Regions from separate parts of the Sus scrofa genome. Here all the other regions are linked to region 2. A link is a contact called in public Hi-C and promoter capture Hi-C data. All regions are on one chromosome and are shown on one strand. The core of a region is the stretch at or near the end of the contact, and the rest is flanking DNA. Distances in the headings are between cores, read along the strand shown. Region 1 has its middle 150 kb from the start of GADD45G. Region 2 holds the start of GADD45G (growth arrest and DNA damage inducible gamma). Region 3 overlaps LOC110256747 (a long non-coding RNA gene).

Region 1 (2,775 bases), core at 194-2,693, 150 kb after region 2:
AGATTCCTCCAGACTTTATTGAAGCTCTGAGGAAAGTCTTTTTTTTTTTTTTACTTTCTTTTTATGGCTGCACCCATGTTATATGGAAGTTCCCTGGCCAGGGCTGGAATCAGAGCTGCAGCGGAGGCCTATGCCACAGCCACAGAAATGCTGGATCCTTAACGCACTGAACCAGGCCAGGGATTGAGCAGGTCAGGGATGGAACCCGCATCCCCTGCAGAGACAATGTCAGGTCCTTAACCTGCTGAGCCACAATGGGAACTCCTAGGGGAAGTCTTATGAACTGAAAATTAGTAATTTAGACAACATAGCAAATAATTTTTTAAAAAGTTCATGCCGCTGGTGCAGCCCTAAAGAGAAAAATGACAACAACCATAACAAGTAAAAGACATTAAACAAAAAAAAAGTGATCAGAATGAGGGGTAGCAGTAACAGTAAAATATTCATGTGTGGGTGTGTGGGTGTGAGTAAAACACCAGCAATTGCAGGCTGAACTACTTTGTTTCATAATGAAAGATGCTACAGGGAAATCTTAGAGATACTTATTTACCAGACACTCTGGCCCTAGACTAATTTCTTGGAGAATTGATTTCATTTAAAAGACACCCTTAGCCTTTACCTAGAAGTGCAGAGGACCTCCCACTGGGATGCTTTCTGGCTCCAGATCCTTTCTGCAACTCATTTGCCTTGAAATCTGGCTTAAGATCATGCGTGATTTTGCAAAGATCCTGGTCAGTTTCCATTTGAGGCTGACGCCTGTGCTTAGTCAAAAGTCGAATTCTTGATTCTTTCCCACCTGGGTTTCCAGCTTTTAGAGCAGTCAGCCTGGGGGGCTTCGTTTGGGTGACAAGGGCTGTGTTTCCCTTTTGTGACTTCCTCTCACCCTCCATGCGTCCAAGTAATCAGAGAGCTCAGTAGTGAAAGAGCACAACTCTGAGCCAAGCCAAATGAAATGTGTTTTCATAGTGGCACTGCAATGATTATCTATCCTTCCTGTGCCCAAATGCTAGGATGACATTTGGGGAGAGACTGAAAGCCGTGTCTTTGATGACTCTTTCTGTGTGAGCCAGATGCTAGATGGACAGATAGAACTGAAATTGTAGCAAAGCAACAAGTGAACCATCATTGACATGGAACCATAAATATTTCTATTGCCATGGAGTCCCTCAGGAAACAAGATCTTGTTTACACCTAAACACACTCGAATTTATAGACATACGAGAATTCTATGTTGACAGCAAGCATCGAGGATCTAAAGAACCAAAAGAGTTCGGGAGACACGGGTTCAAGGCTGGAGATGGTCAGGCAGGTCTGAGAGAGCAGAGGCATCAGAGGTGGAGGGAGCTGCCTGCCGGGAGCGGGGAAAGGAGCCTGGGTGCTGGGCTGTGGGCTGAAGGATATGTTACCGACTGGGTAATGACGACCTCTTTTTATGGCTCTCTGTTATCACGGAGGCAGTGACAACAAGGCTGCGAGGCTGACAGGTCATCTGGAGTTGGGTAATATTCTAGCACATATTGATCTTGGATTGGCCCAGATCCAGGTTAATAATGAGTGTTTTCTTTCCAAAAGCAACTTTCTTTGCCCTTACGAAATAAAAATACTATGCAACTCCTGTATCTGCAAGCCCTTCAGAGGCTGGTTCAACAGAGGTCTCCATGACACGAATTCCAGAATTTTATGAGGCCTTCTCTATCTAATTCCCTGGTGAATGAAGACCTCTGAGCTGTGAAGGGACCCCTCACTCGTGTTTCCTGTCCCTTGTGCTCAAGCTTACAGACCCAGCTGCTGCCTCCCAGTGTCCCTCAGCAAACTATTCAGGTCCAGGGTCCCCTGTATGTCGCAGCCCAATGTGGAGCAATTCTGGCTGGCACAGCATTGGGGGGGGGGTACTTTTTCCCACCACATTTGTCCTTTTGTCATGTGGGATTTCACAGGGTGGCTATTTGGACCCTTCAACAGAGAGAAACCTCTTATAGATTCGAGCCTTAAAAAGCACACATGCCACAAACCAGTAAGACACCGAGTGTAGTAACTGTTTGACTTTGCGTTTAGAAGGAACATGGTTAATGTTTAGTTCGGAAAACCAGTGATGTTTGATAGTCAAGGTTAGTGTTTGGGGAGACTTGAAATGACAACATTAGTGAGTCCCACAGGTACTTGTCATGAACTCCCCATTCCTCCTTACCTGGCAATAAACCCCATCATGCCCATGCAGAGCTGTCTGCCGTGTCCTTCATCACCAGGGTGCAGGTCCCAGTTTGGTCTCAGCTGAGGCCCTATTTCAAATACAGGCACAACGCCGTCTGGTGATGACTCTCACCCAGTTATCTGATGTCGTCATGGGGATAACTCTAGGAGGGTGACTTTGTTTGTCTCCCAACCCGCACCAGGTTCATGTCCTGTGGACATGTGGACTTGTGAGGTGGACACATCTTATAGACTTGTTTTTCCCTCTGGTTTTTCATAACTCTGCAATGAGTTCCCTTGTGGCTCAGCGGGTTAAGGATCCAGTGTTGTCTGTGCTGTGGTTCAGATGGCGACTGTGGTGCAGGTTCGATCCCTGGTCTGGAAACTTCCACATGCTGGCGGCACGGCCAAAAAAAAAAAAGGAAAGAAAGAAAGAGAAAGAAAAGAAGTGACCACAAATAGCTCTTTAAATAAAAGTCAGGTAAGGAAAGCAACTATTTCATGGAAAAGGAGATCCTGTGTAAAGAGAATACCTACTTCACAGATGCATTTTCATTCTAGTTCCCCTTTACACTTTGTCATTGT
Region 2 (2,748 bases), core at 88-2,587:
GATGCAGACACCAAAAGTGATAAGTTGAGTGAGCGAAGGGTCTTTTCGTTTGTCCCCAACTCCTTCCGGCGTGGGTTTTGCAGCCTTTCTTCTGACTTCTGTTAATACGCAGCTTGGAGGGAGCTCAGCCGACCCTACCAGGGCAGCTCCTTGACCAGGAGGCTGCAGGCCAAGTCACTAGTGGTCAATGCAAGTGTAGGGGAGGGAGGTGGTCAGGATCTTTCCTGCCGGCCTGTAGATGGCGCTCCGGGAAAGATATTCCGAGCCGCGTTCCCCAAGCTCTAGGGGCCTGGAGCCAAGGGGTCCGGGCTGAGCGCAGCCGGCTGTGTAAATGGTGCAGCAGCCAGGTGTTCCTTCCAACTGCCACCGCTGTTCCGCACGTGTGCAAGGACCCGGTGGGGCGGAATTACATGCAAACGTGCCGCTGGTGCAGCAGGGCCTGTGCGGGGGTGGGGGTGGGGAGCCGCGCACCGAGGAGGGCAGGAGCGGCACGCGGCCCCGACCCCCACGCGCCAGGCAGCCCGGCGACCCCCACGAGCGGCAGGGCCCTACCCACCCCACCCAGCGGCAGGTGGACAGTGTCGCTATGAAGAGAAAGCTTCGATTGTCCCTCCCACAAACCGCCACACGCCAGACCTCCGCTATTGTGCGTCCTCCATAGAAATGCAAACGAGCCGCGTGCGCCGGCCGCAATCTGCTCGGGAGCCCCGGCGCCCCGCAGCGCTCTGCAGAGGGCGGGGAGCTCGGGTGGGACTTTCCAGCGCGACGGGGTCGGAGCCTTGATTCTGCAGGGAGAACCTCGCATTCCGGGCCCTAGTGTCAGGTGGAGGGAGCTGCGCCCGGGCCTTTTGCAAGCTTAAAGCCAGGACTGTGTGTTTTTAAGTTCCGCTTTAAAAGCTACTGTCTCATAAACTCCAAATTAAGAGTAAAGAAAAAATAGAAAGGTAACAACAAAAATAAATGCAAAAATAAATTCATTAGATTCTCCAACGGTGCATTTCACAAATTGCAGCGTACTATTAGCTAGCAAGGGTTTGGCTTTTTTTTTTTTTTTAAACTTTTCCCTTTTAAAGACTTAAAAACAAAAAGGCTAGATGAAATCTGCAGGCTCCAGGCTGCCTGGTAACACCCCGACAAAAGCAGCAGATTTGAGGCATTGTCATCCCCCGCACCCCTCCCCACGTGGCCTTCTGGCACGAGCCGCCGGCCGCCGCCTCATTTGCATCAGAAAGCGGGCGCCGGCCAATGGGCGCGCAGGCTTGCGCCAGCTGGCGGCGCCGAAGACCCAGCCTATATAAAGGCGCGCGGCGGGACCCGGGCTCACTCGCTGGCGGTGGGCACGCCGAGCAGAGCTGCGGGCTGATCTCTCTTCGCTCGCGTCCGCTCCGCCCTCTGCTTTTGTGGATAACTTGCTGCTTGCGGATCGCAACATGACTCTGGAAGAAGTTCGCGGCCAGGATACGGTTCCAGAAAGCACGGCCAGGTAAGTCCGCGCTGAGCGCCGAACGTCTCAGGGCTCCGGGATCCTGGTCCTGCCCTGGCCGCGGCTGGTTGGGCGCAGTCTTCGAAACCTTCCGGGGTGGGGGTCCGCTGGGTAGAAGTCAGGCCCAAGTGTTTCCGCTGGGCTGGGGGTGCGGCACTGGGCTGGAGCGCCGGAGTCGGGCGCCGGGGGTGCCTCCCAGGGCTCGGGGGTCCTGGCTCACCCTCCGGCCTGTCCACGCTCATGGCGGTGGCTCCTCCACAGGATGCAGGGCGCCGGGAAAGCACTGCACGAGCTGTTGCTGTCGGCGCAGCGACAGGGCTGCCTCACCGCCGGCGTCTACGAGTCCGCCAAAGTCCTGAATGTGTGAGTATAGACGCGGTCCGGGCGAGGCGGCCGGGGGCGGGCAGAGCGGCAAGGGAGACCGGGGAGAAGGCGGCACGGGGCACCCGGGGCACACCGATCTGACCTCTTCACCTCCTTCTCGCTCGCGCAGGGACCCCGACAACGTGACCTTTTGCGTGCTGGCTGCTGACGAGGAAGACGAGGGCGACATTGCGCTGCAAATTCACTTCACTTTGATCCAGGCGTTCTGCTGTGAGAACGACATCGACATCGTGCGTGTGGGCGATGTACAGCGGCTGGCGGCGATCGTGGGCACCGGTGACGAGGCGGGCACGCCGGGAGACCTGCATTGCATCCTCATTTCGGTGAGTGTCGCCTCCATCCCGATGTCATCCCTGCCCTTGCCAGCGGCCAGCCCGGTTGACCTCTGGACTCTCTTCGCAGAACCCCAATGAGGACGCGTGGAAGGACCCCGCCTTGGAGAAGCTCAGCCTGTTCTGCGAGGAGAGTCGCAGCGTCAACGACTGGGTGCCCAATATCACCCTCCCCGAGTGACAGCCCGGCGGGGGTCTTGGTCTGATCGACGTGGTAACGCCCCGGGGCGCCTAGCGCGGGGCTGGCTCTGTGGATGCGCCCTAGGAGGGCGCCCGAGTGCGGCGTGGAGACTGGCAGGCGCCGGCGCGTGGAGAGCGGCGAGGAGGTGCGGCTCCCTCCCGAGGAGGGGCCCGGCGGCGACAGGGGCAGGCTGGCCCCAGCCCAGGACTCTACAAGTGTGGGGAGCGGTTGCTCGCCCAGGAAGGCCGGAGGCGGGACGTTGGCCGCGCGGCCGGGAAGGACAGACTGGCCGGGCAGGCGTGACTCAGCAGCCTGTGCTCCCGGCAGAAAGGAGGGGAAAGGCAAGGCCAGGAGGCCTGGACTTGTAC
Region 3 (2,750 bases), core at 167-2,666, 220 kb after region 2:
GATGGTGATAGGAGTCGCTTCTGTCCTGATCTCCTCTTGGTTGTCTTGCTCCTGCGACCCTTGCTCTTGAAGCCCCACCACCATGTTGGAAGCAAGCTGGGGGTACCTGCAGAGGTTGGGAGTTCCTGCTGGAAGCCCTGCTGGACCACCAGACATAGGAAGGACTGGTCCTCAGGGGGTCCCTCCCAGACGTTGAGTCCCCAGCAGAGGTCCCAGACACCACTGGGCAGAGACAAGCCACCTGCTGCTTCCTGTTCGAATCCCTGACTCATAGGAACCCAGAGAGGTAATAAAGAATTACTGTTGTTCTGCATCACTACGTGACTCATTCAACCATCTTATCTAAAGGAGCGAGGGCTGACTGGCCACAGATCCTAGCATGACCCCTTCTTGACGTCTGCCTTTAAAGGAGGATGTGTGAGAGCCAGGCGTGTGGCGGGGACTCAGGGAACAGGAGGAGCGTGATTGTCACCAAGGGCCGGAGGGTTCCTCTTCCACCTACTTCTTTTAGCTCCATCGTGATTTGTCAAAACTATTGACAGCAGCAATCGGGCCTGCCTCTAGAAATAGCAAAGAAAAAGCCAGAGGCAGGAAAGCTTTGGGAGAAACCTAGATACCTGAGTTCCATGGGAATTCAAAGAAATAGCGGGATCCTTAAGAACCCTCATCTTTCAAGTGACTTCTCTAGGCACCAAGTATTTTTTAGCTCATTATGTCCATCATATTTCCACCCCCACCCCCACTGCCCCCAGGGTAAAGATGGACAATGCTTCATCTTTCCGAGGTCAGGGGTGGTGGAGGAGTGGGGGAAGGGGTGGTGGGGGGTGGCGTGGCTGTGTCCTCTGAGTAGCACGTGATGTCAGCACGCCAGGGGGTTCTTTGGAGTGTGTCCTGGAAATGTGAGAAAGCATGCAAGGCATCTGACACCCTGTTACCTAGAATCGAATGTTTTCATGACATTTTGCCCAGCTGTACCTTTATATAGTTGGAGGGCGCAGAGATTATGCAGGTTCAAAGCGATTAAGCTTTCTTCCCCACCCAGCTGCTGGGGAATGATGCCTGGCATATGGACGATGGATAGGGTTACTCACTCCAAAGTGTGCTGGGAAACCTGTCTTTATGTTAGTTTAGTTTTGTTTAACAAGTAGCCCAGATCATCCGTGGCCATGCACTGGGACAGGAGGCCGCTGTCTGGAAGCCAAATCCCACGTGTAGGAGAGTAAGTCTGCCTGAACAGCCACATTTAGTATCTCCGGTCAGGTGGGGGGTTCTCTGCCATCGACCCCCCCAGAATTGTGTACACTTGTCTGAATCCCCACAGGGGCCCTGTGGCTTTGCGGGGGAGTCACGGACTGGCCTGAACTAAGGTGGGAGCCATCCTGTGCTCCCCACCTGCCGGTTCCGAGCTCGAGGCTGCCTCCCTTGGGCTCTGAGTCTCTTCTTCTGGGGTTGCTGGGGGGAGGCTGGAACTCAAATGCACTTTCCAGCTGGAAGGACTGCCATTTGAAAAATCCCAGGCAGCTCCTGAATTCCAGGGAGGGGCCTGGGATTTGCACTGGGAGGGGCCTCCTCTCCCAGGGCTGCCGGGCTAAATTGAGAGGGCAGCTTATAGGCCTGGCCTCTAGGAGAGAGGGTGCTATGGGGACACCGCCTTGCTCTGGGAAGGCAGCCAGGAGCTGGGCAGGGGCTGGCCCCAGAGGGACTTGCAGCTTGGCTGGGGTGTGGATGCTGGAAGAACACACACGGGGAAAGCCAGTTCCAGACCTGGAGGAGTGACAGCTGGGGAAAGCAGGTCTTGCCTCCGAGGGCAGCCACAGGCGGCCACCACAGAGGTCGAGTGGCCCTCTCCCCAGGGTCATTGGCTGCAGGGAGCACACAAGTCCTGGTGGCTGGAGAGAAGGCTCCACAGTGCCCATTTCAGAGCAGGAGCAAGGCTGGCCCCAGGGGACAGCCAGGGATCCCAAGATGTGGCCCCAGGGTGGCCTTTGTTCTCCAGCAGTTCTGCCACTGTGGCTTGGGGGGAACCCAATAGTGCGTGCGCGTGCACGCACACGTGCATGCGCGCGCGCGCGTGTGTGTGTGTGTGTGTGTGTGTGTGTGTTGGGGGAAGAGATGAAATAGGGGAGGGGGATATGGGGTAGAGGAGATGGGGGAGGTGGGGGAGGGGAAGGGGACGAGGGAAGTGGGTGCAAAGGGGAGTCAGAGGAGGTGATAGGGTTGATGGGGCAGGAGAAGATGGGGTGGGGGAAGCAGGAGGGGTGGGGAAAGTAGATGGAGTTTGGGGAGGTAGATGGGGAGGGGGAGGTAGAATGGGGGAGGGGGAAATGGGGTGCAGGAGGTGGGGAAGGTGGATGGGGTGAGGTGGGGGCATTTCTAGTCCCAGGCAAGACAGCCCTGCCAGGGACAGGCTCAACAATCTCCATTTCCTCTCCTCCTTGATGTTCTGTGACTTAAACACCACCTGTGAAACAGATGCAAACCTCTTGGGACTGCACAGAGGGAAACTAGGTTTTGTTTTTTGTTTTTTGTTTTTTTTTGTCTTTTTTCACTGCATAAGGAAGTTTCCAGGCTAGGGTTTGAATCGGAGCTGTAGCTGCCAGCCTATACCACAGCCACAGCAACGTGGGATCCCAGCCGCATCTGCAACCTACACCACAGCTCATGGCAACGCCGGGTCCTTAACCCACTGAGCGAGGCCAGCAATCAAACTTGCATCCTTACGGATATTAGTCAGGTTCATTCCCACTGAG

What was found. Promoter capture Hi-C pulls out the DNA fragments that hold promoters and counts their contacts. Hi-C and Micro-C count contacts between places; a contact is called where the count stands out from the background.
Region 1: a Hi-C map of liver shows a contact between it and region 2, with 9 times the contacts expected there. The contact joins the enhancer-like site here to the promoter of GADD45G in region 2. A contact is called at or near these places in 4 of 5 promoter capture datasets (fetal liver, liver and skeletal muscle), 3 of 47 Hi-C or Micro-C datasets (all in liver) and 1 of 2 datasets of contacts at active chromatin or transcription factors (skeletal muscle).
Region 3: a promoter capture Hi-C map of liver shows a contact between it and region 2, with 17 times the contacts expected there. The contact joins the enhancer-like site here to the promoter of GADD45G in region 2. A contact is called at or near these places in 4 of 5 promoter capture datasets (fetal liver, fetal skeletal muscle and liver), 15 of 47 Hi-C or Micro-C datasets (embryonic fibroblasts, epiblast stem cells, fetal heart ventricle and 6 more) and 2 of 2 datasets of contacts at active chromatin or transcription factors (alveolar macrophages and skeletal muscle).

The regions. Positions count from the first base shown.
Region 1 is chr14:1,318,063-1,320,837 of Sscrofa11.1, forward strand. No RefSeq gene overlaps it. Among named protein-coding and RNA genes, the nearest start is that of GADD45G, 150 kb to the left of the region's middle. Within about 2 kb of position 1,444, at least 5 of the 83 cell types and tissues checked have an H3K27ac peak or open chromatin away from gene starts, as enhancers often do. A contact at or near this core is called in fetal liver and liver, where this site is marked.
Region 2 is chr14:1,164,663-1,167,410 of Sscrofa11.1, forward strand. It overlaps GADD45G (growth arrest and DNA damage inducible gamma), which reads left to right and starts at 1,338. Exons shown (of 4, transcript NM_001185129.1): 1 at 1,338-1,483; 2 at 1,745-1,846; 3 at 1,977-2,190; 4 at 2,270-2,748. The coding sequence starts at 1,431. The coding sequence ends at 2,380.
Region 3 is chr14:1,379,690-1,382,439 of Sscrofa11.1, forward strand. LOC110256747 (a long non-coding RNA gene) reads left to right here. Exons shown (of 2, transcript XR_002338666.1): 2 at 1-313. Among named protein-coding and RNA genes, the nearest start is that of GADD45G, 220 kb to the left of the region's middle. Within about 2 kb of position 1,417, at least 26 of the 83 cell types and tissues checked have an H3K27ac peak or open chromatin away from gene starts, as enhancers often do. A contact at or near this core is called in fetal liver, fetal skeletal muscle, liver and 1 more, where this site is marked.